2 separate regions of the Sus scrofa genome follow, and region 1 is linked to region 2. A link is a contact called in public HiChIP or PLAC-seq data. All regions are on one chromosome and are shown on one strand. Each heading gives the region's core, a stretch centred on a gene start, on an enhancer-like site or on the middle of the called end of the contact. The rest is flanking DNA. Distances are from core to core; before and after follow the strand shown. Region 1 holds the start of NUP98 (nuclear pore complex protein Nup98-Nup96). Region 2 holds the start of RRM1 (ribonucleoside-diphosphate reductase large subunit).

The links. HiChIP or PLAC-seq counts read pairs in DNA pulled down with a chosen protein or histone mark.
Region 1: a contact with region 2 is called in an H3K27ac HiChIP or PLAC-seq map of alveolar macrophages. The contact joins the promoter of NUP98 here to the promoter of RRM1 in region 2. A contact is called at or near these places in 1 of 5 promoter capture datasets (fetal liver) and 1 of 2 datasets of contacts at active chromatin or transcription factors (alveolar macrophages).

The regions. Positions count from the first base shown.
Region 1 is chr9:6,314,797-6,320,978 of Sscrofa11.1, forward strand. It overlaps NUP98 (nuclear pore complex protein Nup98-Nup96), which reads left to right and starts at 4,820. Exons shown (of 34, transcript XM_021062427.1): 1 at 4,820-4,996. It overlaps PGAP2 (post-GPI attachment to proteins factor 2), which reads right to left and starts at 4,503. Exons shown (of 7, transcript XM_021062450.1): 1 at 4,402-4,503.
Region 2 is chr9:6,063,218-6,069,436 of Sscrofa11.1, forward strand. RRM1 (ribonucleoside-diphosphate reductase large subunit) reads right to left here and starts at 1,994. Exons shown (of 20, transcript XM_021062424.1): 1 at 1,675-1,994. The coding sequence starts at 1,693. It overlaps STIM1 (stromal interaction molecule 1), which reads right to left. Exons shown (of 12, transcript NM_001130974.1): 12 at 4,800-5,316. The coding sequence ends at 4,800.

The DNA of each region.
Region 1 (6,182 bases), core at 3,570-6,069, 250 kb after region 2:
GAAGAATGATTGCTGGGGGTGGAGGTGGGGTCAGAGGGAGTAGGTAAAGTGGCAGGGACAGAAACAGTGCTAAAAGCATCCAGCTTGGGGCCAAACTCTGCCCTGCCTCCTGGGCAGCCTCAGGAAAGTCTTTCTGGATTAAGGAGTGTTCTTTGTTCTTCCCAGAGATCTTTTTCGTGGCAGAGACCCCCTTCTTGGATGGCATTAAACTCTCACCCCAGGCTCACCCATCTTGCTCTGGCTCCACTCAGCCTCAAATAGCAATTACATCTTCATTGTTCTTTAGAATATCCTTTGCTCCCCTGTCTCTTCCAGATGAAGTCCCAGTTTGCACCCATGGCTACACTGAGCTCTTCCCTGGCTTCATATCTTTGTTTTCCTTGCTCACATCTTCTCCTTGTCTCAGCAAACTCCACCCTTCCTACAATGGTATTTCGTTAGCACGTGACACTTTAGTAAGTTAGGAATGCATGTGGTAATTTCTACGGAGATCACCAAAAAACAGAGAAATAATTTAATTTCCAAACTGACACAGGAGGAAAAATGAAGTAATTCAAAAGATTGCAAGAAAGGAGATTTAAATGGCCAATAAGCATGAGCAAAGACAGTCAACATCCTTCGTCACTAGGGAAATGTATAAGAAAAACCCACAAAGAGATGCCACTTCACATGCTCTAGCATGGCTATGATTAAAAAAGAAAGAAAGAAAGAAAATGAAAAGCATTGGCAAAGATGTGGAGAAACTGGATCCCTTACACACTGCTGGTGGGAATGTAAAGTGGTGCAGCCACTTTGGAAAACAGTTTGGCAGCTCCTCCAGAAGTTCACACAGTGTCACCACACGACCCTGCCAATCCACTCCTCGGTATAAATACAAGAGAACTGAAAACTCATGTCCACCAAAAAACTGGTACACAGCAGTCTTATTCATAGCGGAACTATGGAACAATCATTATTCATGGTGGAAACAACGCAAATGCCATCCAGCTCATGAAGATATAAATAAACAAAATATGGTATACTCACAAAGTGGAATATTATTCTACTATAAAAAGGAATAAAGTACTGATACATGCTGCAACATGGATGAACCTTGAAAACATTACGCTAAGTGAAAGAAGTCAGACACAAAGGCCACATGTTGTATGATTCCCTTTATATGAAATGTCCAGATTAGGCAAATCCACTGAGAGAGAAAGTAGATCAGCAGTTGCCAGGAGCTGGTGGAAGGGGAGATGGGGTACGACTGCTAATGGGCTGGGGTTTCTTTTGGGATTATGAAAATGTTCTGGAATTGTACAGTAGTGATGGTTGCACAACCTTGTGAATATACTAAAACCCTCTGAATGGTACTTTTAAATGGATGAATGTTATATTATATGAATTATATCCCAATTTTTTAAAAAACCTGACAAAGAGGAGTTCCCGTCGTGGTGCAGTGGAAATGAATCCAACAAGGACCATGAGGTTGCAGGTTCGCTCAGTGGATTAAGGATCCAGTGTTGCTGCGAGCTGTGGAGTAGATCACAGACATGGCTCGGATCCTACATTGCTGTGGCTGTGGTGTAGGCCGGCAGCTACAGCTCTGATTAGACCCCTAGCCTGGGAACCCCCATATGCCGCGGATGCAGCCCTAAAAAGCCAAAAAAAAAAAAAGATCTGACAAAGAGCTAGGCCTCAATAAATGGTAATTATTATTATTACTGAAAAACAGAAGCTTCTTTTTTTTTTTTTTTTTTGTCTTTTTGCCATTTTTTGGGCCACTCCTGCGGCATATGGAGGTTCCCAGGCTAGGGGTTGAATCGGAGCTGTAGCCACCAGCCTACGCCAGAGCCACAGCAACTCGTGGTGCAGCAAAAACAAATCTGACTAGGAACCATGGGGCTGCAGGTTCAATCCCTGGCCTTGCTCAGTGGGTTAAGGATGCGGTGTTGCTGTGAGCTATGGTGTAGCTCGCAGATGTGGCTCTGATCTGGCATTGCTGTGGCTGTGGTATAAGCCAGCAGCTATAGCTCTAATTCAACCCCCCTAGCCTGGGAACCTCCATACGTGGCCCCAAAAAGCAAAAAAAAGCAAAGAAAAACAAATCTAGAATCATCTATTCCTTTGATGATTCTGTAGTACTTAGAGGTCAGTCTCTTCCCTGGGCATCGGTTCTCCAGAGCTGCACAAACTGAGATCTCAGGCCATGTGTGAGAGAGACTGGGAGCTCCCAGGACAGAACTGGATTTCACTTAGCTCTGTCTCGGGCAGAAAACTGAGCTGTGGACATCTCTGGGCTCCTGATGTCCGGAGAGTGTTTGGCTCATCAAGCTTTTGTGAATATGCACCCAACTCCTTGGCTTTAGAGGGGAAGAAGGAAGACGATGGCAATCCAAGGGGCTTATGAGAATTAGGCAGAGTAAGAGTGTGCAGGCCCAGGAAGCCCTGGCCCACAGAGAAATCTTTCGTGGGCCGCATGCCTACCAGAGTACCTCATAAGAGGTCCTTCGACTTAGAAATCACCGTGGTCACAAGACATTTCTCCCTGGAGCACGCCTTGTCCGATGTCTCCCCCTCCAGCTGGCCCATTGGTATACACTACTTAAGAAGACTGGCTCCTGCACACCTGCCACTACTACTCTGGACTGACACATTTCTGAGCTCATTTTCTGGGACAGAATCCATGTCTTAGAATATTTAGAATGGGAATTCCTTAACATCGTTAAGGAATACAAACACTCTCTAGCATTTACTGAGGGCTGTGCACCAGATACCACATCAAGGGCCTTATCCACTTAATCCTCACAGCTCTGTGAGGCAAGTACAGTTATTACTCCCATTTTACAGACAAGGAAACTAAGGTTCAGGGGGGTTAAGAACTTTACTCACGCTCATATAGCTAATACATGATTGGGCTCAGATTTAAAACCCAGGGTCCTCTGACTCAAAAGTCCCATATTTCTCTTCTACTTAAGAAAGTAATTCAGGAGTTCCCGTCGTGGTGCAGTGGTTGACAAATCCGACTAGGAACCATGAGGTTGGGGGTTCCATCCCTGCCCTTGCTAAGTGGGTTGGCGATCCGGCGTTGCTGTGAGCTGTGGTGTAGGTCGCAGATGAGGCTTGGATCCCGCGTTGCTGTGACTCTGGCGTAGGCTGGAAGCTACAGCTCTTATTAGACCCCTATCCTGGGAACCTCCATGTGCTGCGGGAGAGGCTCAAGAAATGGCAAAAAGACAAAAAAAAAAAAAAAAAAAAGAGAGAGAGAGAGAAATTCACTCACTCATGCATGAAACATTTAATGTGCAGCTATGCTGCGCGCCTAGGAACATCGGAATAAATAAGGAGAGGAAAAGCTCAAACATAGGATTGAAAGGACTGAGGATTGAGGCGGGGAAGGTGAGAAAACAAGAGTCCATGAGGGCAGGGAGGAGAGCTTATGACTTTCTGATGCAGAGCACAGGCAAGAGAGGGTGGAGGGTAGGGACTGAGGTTTGAATGGAGGAGCTGGAGGAGTTGGGGGAAGGTGTCTGGAGTCAGAGGTTCAGCTTTACTATTTGACCATCCATAGATTTCTTTCTCTGTCCCCTCAAGCATCTACTGAACATTTATTTCGTTTCTCTTACCCATTATTTTATCTTTAGGACCACGCCACTTTTTGACTAATCCCTTGCCACCACTGAAAACACAGAGTGATTTATGTATGTTTTGGGCAGCGCCTATTTCAATCTATTAATGTCCCAGAAGGGGGTGGCCGCGTGGTAAATCTCAAGGTTTTGCTTTCTGAGCACAGTCTCGGCTATTTTATGTGGGACCCTTAGTCACTAGATCTACTTTCTAGAACAGACTCTACCCACCCTCTTGCAGGCTTCTGCTGCAAGTTAGGCCCTGGAGGAAAGGAACACCAGTGTGAAAATAAAACTGACCTTCAAGAGCCCTGCACAAAAGATAGGAAAGTAAATAACAGAATACAAAGTAACAAGGCTGTAACAGAGGCCTGCCCAAGCGTTACCCCCAACTCACTGGGAGAGATAGGCAAATGTATCCCAGAGAAGGTGGGAACATTTCAACCAGGACTTTATGAATAAGTAGAGCTTCCTAAAGTGCAGGTGGGAAACAAGTACCAGAACTGTTCTTTGTACCAAACCTTAAGTTGAGCCATGCCCTATGGCATCTCTAATGCTAACGTCTATTCTAGGGAAACAAGGAGGGGACGGTAGTGTTGGGGTTAGCATGGGTCAGCAGACAAGGAGGCCCGGTTTCGGGGCCTCGGAGCAGCTGCAGGTGAACTACGCGCGACAGACCTCCTAGGAGAGCCCTCCATCTGCGCACGTGGTCTGGCCAGGAAATGAGGGCAGGACGACTGGGGTGCTTTCCCATCACCTCCGGCTGACTGGGGCAGGGAAAGGGTAGAATAGTTACCATGCCATCCTGGAGTCTTCACTCTGATTGGCCCCAGCCTCAGCCGCCGGAGTCTCTCTGCTCCAAAGGAGGGGGCGGAGCCTTGGTATAACGTCATCACTCTTCTCCCAACCCCGCCCGATGTAGCCACTCACCAGCCCACTTCGAGGAGCCCTGTGTGACGTCACGACTCGCTCCCAGCCAACCACAGCGACGAGGGGCGGGACTCTGGGTCCCTCCCACCGCCCCTCCCCTTTCCTCCCCCTAGTTCCTGTGTCCCTCCTCTTCCCCCTCTCCCAGTTTCCCGAAGACAGCCCTCACGTTCGGTTTCAAAAGGCCCGTGGTCCAATGAGTAACAGGGAGGCCCTAGAGTGGCGGCGGCATCTACCAATGGGAAGACAGCGGGGGCGGAGCGGTCGCAGCGAGCCTCTGACGGCGGGCGGCGTGTGACGCAGTCGGGCCCTCTGCGCGCTGCGCCCCGAGCGGCGGTCGGTGTCGGTGGTGGCGGCGGAGGCGGCGACGGTTTCGTGGCGGCCGCGCGCTGCTCTCGGAGCGGCGGGTGGCGGACGGGCCTAGGCCCTCACTCCTGACACTTCCCCTCCCCCACAGCACCGCGGTAAGTCGGGAGCCGGGGTGGCGGTGGTGGCCGGGACCCGCAGGCTCCTCCTCCCCTCAGGGCGGGCCGGTGCGCGGGGCGTCCCAGGCCCTCGCTGCGCTGAAGTCTCGCGCCCCTGCGCGCACCTTCGGCCCCGAGGGAGGGGGCGGGGCCCCGAGGTCCGCGCTCGGGGCTCCGGGAGGGAGTCGCTGTCGGTGGGGTCTGGGCCCAGGGGTCCCGCGCTGCAGCCTGCGTGGAGGGGACGAACCTGCAGTTGGTTGTACTCATTCATTGGCCCGGCGGTGTTTAGGTGGGCCGGCCCTTTGGGAGGGCAGCGCCCTGAAACGCTGAATACGGCTCCCCCAGCACTTCCCTGACCCTCGCGAGGGATGGACTTTATTTGCCTTGGTTCCTCCGAGGGGAAATTTGCAGCTCTAGGGGAGGGTGAGTGGGTCGGGAGTTTCTAGCTTTTTCAAACAATGAGAACTAAGGTCGGCTTAATGGTGTGAAAGCTTATTTTCTGTTCTCCCACGTGTTCCCTGTGAAGCTTGACGAGGAGACATCTGAGGTGTCTGGATTACTATGGACATAAGGACATTAGAAATTAAGCCAATCCCCTTACCGTAAGTCACGTGCAAGTTTTTTAGGTGGAGAAACTGAGGCTCAGAGAAGAAACAGAGTTAACCAATTATCAGGTCTGACTCAGTCTAGAAATTTTTCTCCTGCACCACCCTTCCTGGGTTCTAGCCTACCAGTACTGAGGACTCCCTTTGGAATGGTGGAGGGGGTTAAGGTGGGGACCCTGGGTAGTTAGAAGCAGACATAGTCTTCAGTAGCGTTTCTGATGGAGTTGCTACCAGCTCTGTTCATGGTAAGGCACATGCTGAAGGATCCGGCATTATTACTGCTGTGGCTCCAGAGGATGCTGCTGTGGGGTTGGATCCCTGGCCCAGGGACTTCTGCATGTCGCAGATGCAGGGGAAAAAAAGTTGGTTAAAGAATGTCAGTGATGACAAAAATAAAAATAAAGGACTTCCCCTGTGGCTCACAACATAACTACTCAGCGTTGCTTCTACAGTGGCTGTGGCTCCACCTCTAGCTCAGGACCTAGAGTATGCCGCAGGTGCGGCCACTTGTTATGGAGTTCCCGTCGTGCCTCAGTGGTTAACGAATCCGACTAGGAACCATGAGGATGCAGGTTCGATCC
Region 2 (6,219 bases), core at 744-3,243:
TTGATCCCTGGCCCAGTGCAGTGGGTTAAGGGATTTGTAGGCTGCAGCTCTGGCTGGGATTCAAGCCCTGGCCCGGGAACGTCCATATGCCGTGGCTGCAGCCACAAAATGAAGAAAAAAAAAAAAAAACAGAAAAATCAAAAACGAAACTGAATGAGCCTCCCTCGCTCATAGGAATGACCTGATAAAAATACACCCTGTATTTTGGTCTTTCATCTCCTCAGCTAAAGTGGGAGACAGGAAATTCAGAGAATGATGTTCTAAGATGCTAATGCCAGGAAGAAGGGCCCCCACTGGGCACCTCTCCATCTGTAAACCACCCAGCTACAACCAAGTCAACTACCTGCCTTCCACATCACTCATTATATCCTGTATTTTAAAGTAATTATTCCCGGAGTTCCCTTCGTAGCTCAGTGGTTAACGAATCTGACTGCTCTCCGTGAGGACTCCGGGGGGATCCCTAACCTCGCTCAGTGGGTTAAGGAGCTGCGTTGCCCTGAGCTGTGGTGCAGGTCCCAGACGGGCTCAGATCTCACGCGGCTGCAGCGCAGGCTGGCAGCTACATCTCCGACTGGACCCCTGGCCTGGGAACCTCCATGTGCGGCCCTGAAAAGACATTACATAAATAAATAAAATAATTATTCTCACCCACTCTTTGAGCACCTATTCATGGCAGGTTCTGCGGAAGTGTGGGCATAAAGTCCCCGACTTTGAAACACTCACAGCCTAGCGGACAGAACACTTCAACCGCCCGTATTTACTTCCTAAGTGCCTACAAGTTTGCAAGAACGTCAATGCTTTAACAGAAGCAGAGGGAGTCGACTCAAAACTTGTTCGTACCTGTCCCATATGATTCCCTGCTGCAAGTGTGTTTTGCTCTTGTTGTTTCAACCTGATTAAACCTTTCCCCAGGCAGGGCTGTCTCCTTTTGGAATGAATTTCACAGAAGCAAGCAAAAGGCTGGCACAAAGCAAGCACTCAGCGAGCATAACGGGAAATAAGCGTTGAGGAAACACAGGGAGGGCCCCCCTCTGTCAGAGGTTGTCTGGGCCGCCCTCCTGATGCCATAGCTCTTCCCATCAAGGGGAAGGCCTGCCAGTATCGACCCCAAACTCGTCTGGGACTCAGGCCGCTGGCAGCACATCCCCTACAAAGGGCGAACCCCATGGAGACGCCTGGGCCTGCGTCTGGCGCTCTTCGCCCCACGAGAGAGATCGAGCTGGCAGGCGCCCGTGCGGGGTGCAGAGCCCCCTCTTTCCTAGCTCCCCCGGCGCGCACGACGGGTGACCAAGCCTTTCAAATAAAACTCCGTTGCTGGCTATGGGTTCGAGCCCCGGCCTCACTATCCTCTGAAACCGGGCGGCTGCTACGTCGGTCAGCCAACCTCCGCGCTTCAGGCTGTTCAAGGGCGGAAAGGAGCTAAAATCCGTCCCTGGCGGCCCGCGCTGGGGAAGCGAGTGCAGCGCGCGCCCGGCCACCTGCCTGCTAAAGGAAGGGGTTACTCCAGGGAAATGCGGCCGGAGGGCAGAGCCGCGGGGCGCAGAGCCGAGGCCCGGGTGGCGTGGGGGCAAACCGAGGAAGGGCAGCAGCCGAGCGGCGGCCGGGGCGGGCAGCGCGGGAACGGCGGAGGCGGGCGGGCGGGCAGCCCGCGTCCCTCATCCGCCGGCCTCTCACCTCGCTTGATTACATGCATCGCCGCTGGTGGACGAGGTGCTGACGGATACGAGACGCGGCTGCAACTCCGAAGCGTCGGCGGGATCCAGACGGCGCAGAGCGCGGAGGAAGATAGAGCTCCAGGGGCTGCTCGGGTGCAGGGCCAGGAACCAGGCCAGAGCGCACTTTCCCCTCAGGGCCGAGTACCGCGATCCGAATCCCCTTCCCGCTCCCGCCAGCCGCGACGCAGGAGCCGCACAACGGAGCTCCGATGACGTTACGCGACGCCGCCCGTAACGGCGGCCAAAGAGTCGGCCTGGTCCCGCAGCCGCCATGTTGAGTGTGGGCAGGGCCCAGGAGAAGGCGCGTGTGTGGGCACGCCTGGCGGGAACGTCGCTCTGTCGCCGCCATGTTGAGTGTGGGCAAAGACGAATTGGAGCCCTGTGGCGGGTCGTAGCACGCCGAGCCCGCCAGGCTTGGCCCCGCCCCTCTCGCCGGCACGCCCTGCGTGGGTGGAGACGGTTCAGGAACATTTGAAATACCAAGCCCTCGGGTTGGATTTTTCTCGGCTTGATGACTGTTACACTAGGATAACCCGAGACTGCCACCGTGGGCCTGAGCTCCGCAGCCGGAGGCATTCGGGAGCCCCACGACCTTTTGTGAGGTCGCCTGGAGCCTAGCGCGCAGTGTTGGAAGCGAGCCCTGCTAGGCCAAGGGCGTTGGGCAAGAGGAACGAGCCCTGCCGGGGTTTTCAGCGGGGCAGGAGCACTGACCTTTTTAGTGCTGCTTTTTGGAATTACCAGAAGTACTAAAAGTACTGCTTTTCGAATTACCTAGTGGATGGTGGCAGAGACAGGGTCAGCAGTACGGCCTTGCGGAGGGAGCATGGACAGGACTTGGAGACCGAATGTGGGGAGGAAGAATGGAGGAGACGTGACTCAGGAGGCTCAAGTTTCTGTGGGCTAGGCAAACTGCCATCTATGAAATCTGAAGTGGCATCCCTTCCCTGGATCCTTTCATCGGTTTCTTACTGCTCTCCACGTGGTCCAGGCTTCCTACGAGGTACAGCCATACCTGGAGGACACTAGCATTTTGGTTCCAGACCATCACAACACAGAGACTGCCACGATGCTGCAAGTCATAGGAAGTTATATTTACATTACACCGTCGTCTATTAAGTGTGCGATAGCATTATGTCTTTAAAAAGATGTACGCACCTCAATAAACACTTTATTGCTAAAAAATGTTAATTACTATCTGAACCTTGAGCGAGCCATCAACTTGGTTCCCGTGGCGGGTTTGAAATGTCGCAAGAAGCATCCAAATGTGACACAGAGACATGAAGTGAACAAATGCTGATAGAAAAACTGCATTGCTTGCCACAAACCTTCAATGTGTGAAAAACGCAGTACCTGGGAAGCACAGTCAAATGGTTTGCTCCTAATTCTAAGAGTCACAGGGGACAGCTGAAGCCATAGGACAGGCAAGAGATAGGGTTGCCAGATTTAGCAAATAAAAATAACGTGTCCCAAATAGTGCGTGGGACATAATTATACTAAAAAGGTACTTGTCTGAAATTCAGGTTTATCTGAGCTTCCTGTATTTCATCTGGCAGCTCTACCCAGAGGGCTCTTGGGTAAGTGTATTAGTTTCATTTTCCCTTGGCAAAGGCAAAATGTCTCTTCATCCTGTCTGCTATGCCACAAAGAGCACAGAAAACACAATGAGAATCAAGGCCAGCAGAGATTAAAATCTCCTACATGCTTTATTGGACTTCAAAGAGTCTTATGAAATAACACAGAAAAACCCATGTGAGGGTGTCCAGGGGGTACAAGGCAGTCTGCAGCCAGCACCTCCTAAGACCAGCCCCAGGAACCCCTACCCCAGGCCCCAAACAGGATCCCGGGGTAAAGACATGGCAGGGAGTAGGGCAGAGGGGAAATACCTTTACAGCCACAGCAAAAACAGGTGAGGGAGAGAGGTGTCTGGGGGTGGGAAGGGCAGGGGGAGGTGGTCGCACAGCCGCCTTGACCTATACCATTTTCCTTGGCCACCCCTTCCCTAAGCTGGCTGTGTCCCTTCTGAGCCTCTGGCCCAGGCTATGCCGTAACATGAAAACGGGCTCTGACAAGGGGAGTGCATGGTGCAGGCACTTGGGAAATTCAGATTATTTCACTTTTCAATTTGAAACTGTCTTTTGGTTCAAATGCGACAACATGCTGCCCAGCAGCTCCAAGGCCCGTGACAGCCCCTGAGTCGTGGCTGAGGCTCCCATGACTAGGGGAGCCGACTATCCAGAGCCTCAGGAGTCTTGATGCCTAGGGAGCACTTGGGCAGCACCTCTGACAGACAAACCATCCTGCAGGGTGGGGAGCAGGGATGAGAAAGAGGCAGGTGTGGGTGAGAGGAGAGAGAGAGAAGGTGACTGCCTCGTAGCCCACATCTCTGGCTTCCACTCATCCTCCAGCTACAAGTCTCTCCTGACCTGGCCCCTAGCCTGGCCTCTCTTCCAAGCCCTCTAGTGGCCTGTTGTCTGGGAACTGGTTTCGCTCCCCTGTGGGCCGCCGGACGCCTGAGTGAACTCCAGACCAAGGTTCCCTCTGGCCCACCCCTCTCCCAAAGAACAAACCTCAAATATCAGGTCCTGGGCCCCGGTCTGGGGCAAACAGAACCCTCCTGATGGGGTGGAAGAGATCTGAGGCACAGGTGTCAGAAGTTACGCCCCCTCTCCTCCCCCAGCTGCTGGGGGAAGTCGGGGAGGGGTGGGAGGGAGGAGCCTGAAAGCAGGAGACAGAGAGAAACGAGAAACCAAACCTCAAAACTGGGACAGCAGAGACAGAAGCCGGACCCCCGAGGAGGAGCTGGGAGCTGCGGGGACAGCAACTAAGACATGCACTGAAGTGGAGAGGGGGTGACAGCAGCAGCCTCTGGCTGGGAGGGAGGCAGGGCAGGCAGGCGGCGGTGGTCGGGTAATAAATAACGTGGAAGGCCCCAAGGATGCGGGGGCGGTCTGTACAGTGCCCAGGCCCCGGGGCCAGCCCCTCCCGTGCCCCCGCCTGGGGGCTCGGTGTCTTGGAAGGGAGGGAAGGGGAGGCAGAAGACCCGGGAAGGACGAGCTGTCCCGCCACTGCCACCCTCCTCACTGCCTATTTCTTAAGAGGTTTCTTAAAGATCTTGAGGGGAAACTTCTTGCGGCCTGGGCTGGAGTCTGTCTCCTCGCCAGTGGAGCCGTTATCCTCCTCAGGCGCAGCCTTCTTGCCAGCCAGGTGGGGAATGCGTGTGTTGCGGCTGGCTGGCAGGGCCCGGCTGTCCCCCGCGGGCGACGGCGTGTCTGCGTCTAGGGGACTGGGGCTGTGAGAACGGGAGGAATCCAGAGGTGGAGAGCCACTCGGCGGGGCCGAGGAGCTCAGCTCCAGCAGGCTGTGGGCCTTGTCCAGCCCGTGATTCAGCGCCAGCAGTGTCTTCTTGGCCAGGGCAGGGCTGTCGGGCAGTCTCTCCACCAGCGCGCCAGGGTGGAGCCCCTCCATCAGCCGGTGGCTGCCGTTGGAAGGCATGGCACTGAACGCCTCGTCTGCAGCACGGACCATCGGAGGAGGCTTGGGGGCCAGACGCTGGCGGTCACTCGTGTGGAGGGAGGACTCCGAATCGGAATGGGTCAAATCCCTGCGAGACACGGCAGAGAGGGAGACAGGCACACACGGAGGAGAGCGAGACGGGGGCAGGGGACGGGAGAGAGGCGAGAGGGACCACGACGAGGCCAGGGTAGGACAGCGGGGACGGACGGAGGGGCAGGAGAGAGAGAACGGGGTGAACAGGCCGGAGGGAAGAAGGAGAGATGGACGGAAGCCCAGGAGGCCGACAGGATTAGAGAGGAGGCAGGATGGGGAGGAAGGGCAGATGGGAGAAGCGGCCAGGAGGAGGGAGCAACGTTGGGGAGGAAGAAAAACAAAAAGAGAATCAGGTAGAAATAAGGAGGACAAAGGGGAGGGAAAAAGAAAGAGGGGGAGGGGACGGAGAGAGATGAGAAGAAGCAAAAACACTGGTCATTAGGGCGCCGTTCTCTGTCGGGCCAGGGCTTCCCAATGCCTGCGCCCCACCCCGAGGAAGGGCCAGGCCCTAAACGGGTGCGGCCAGGGACTCGACTGCCACAGGCATCTTCCTCAATAAGACCTCTGCTTCCACAGCTGCCTGGATTTCCGAGGACTCGACCCTGGGCTAACACAGAACCCGCGCGTTGCTCTGATCACCACCTTCCCCGCCTTCCTCCCCGACGGACTCTGGGCACGCCCAGGATTCCTCCAGCCTGGGCCAGGCCCCGGGAACAGGGCACATGCGGGAAGGGGGCCTGACCCAGCCTGGGGGGAAGAAGGCTACAGCAGCCTTGCAAACAGTCCCTCCCCCACCGGCAAAGGCTGAGATGCTGCCTCTTCAGGATTCAAAGGGGGTCTCAGAGAAGCGCTTCAGAGTCCAGACCAAAGCCGGCTGGCAGCGGCAAGGCCGGGGTGTCTCTTAGACCTCTGCGGACAGGGAGAACGTAGGCAAGGGAGGCGCAGAGAGACAGGACGC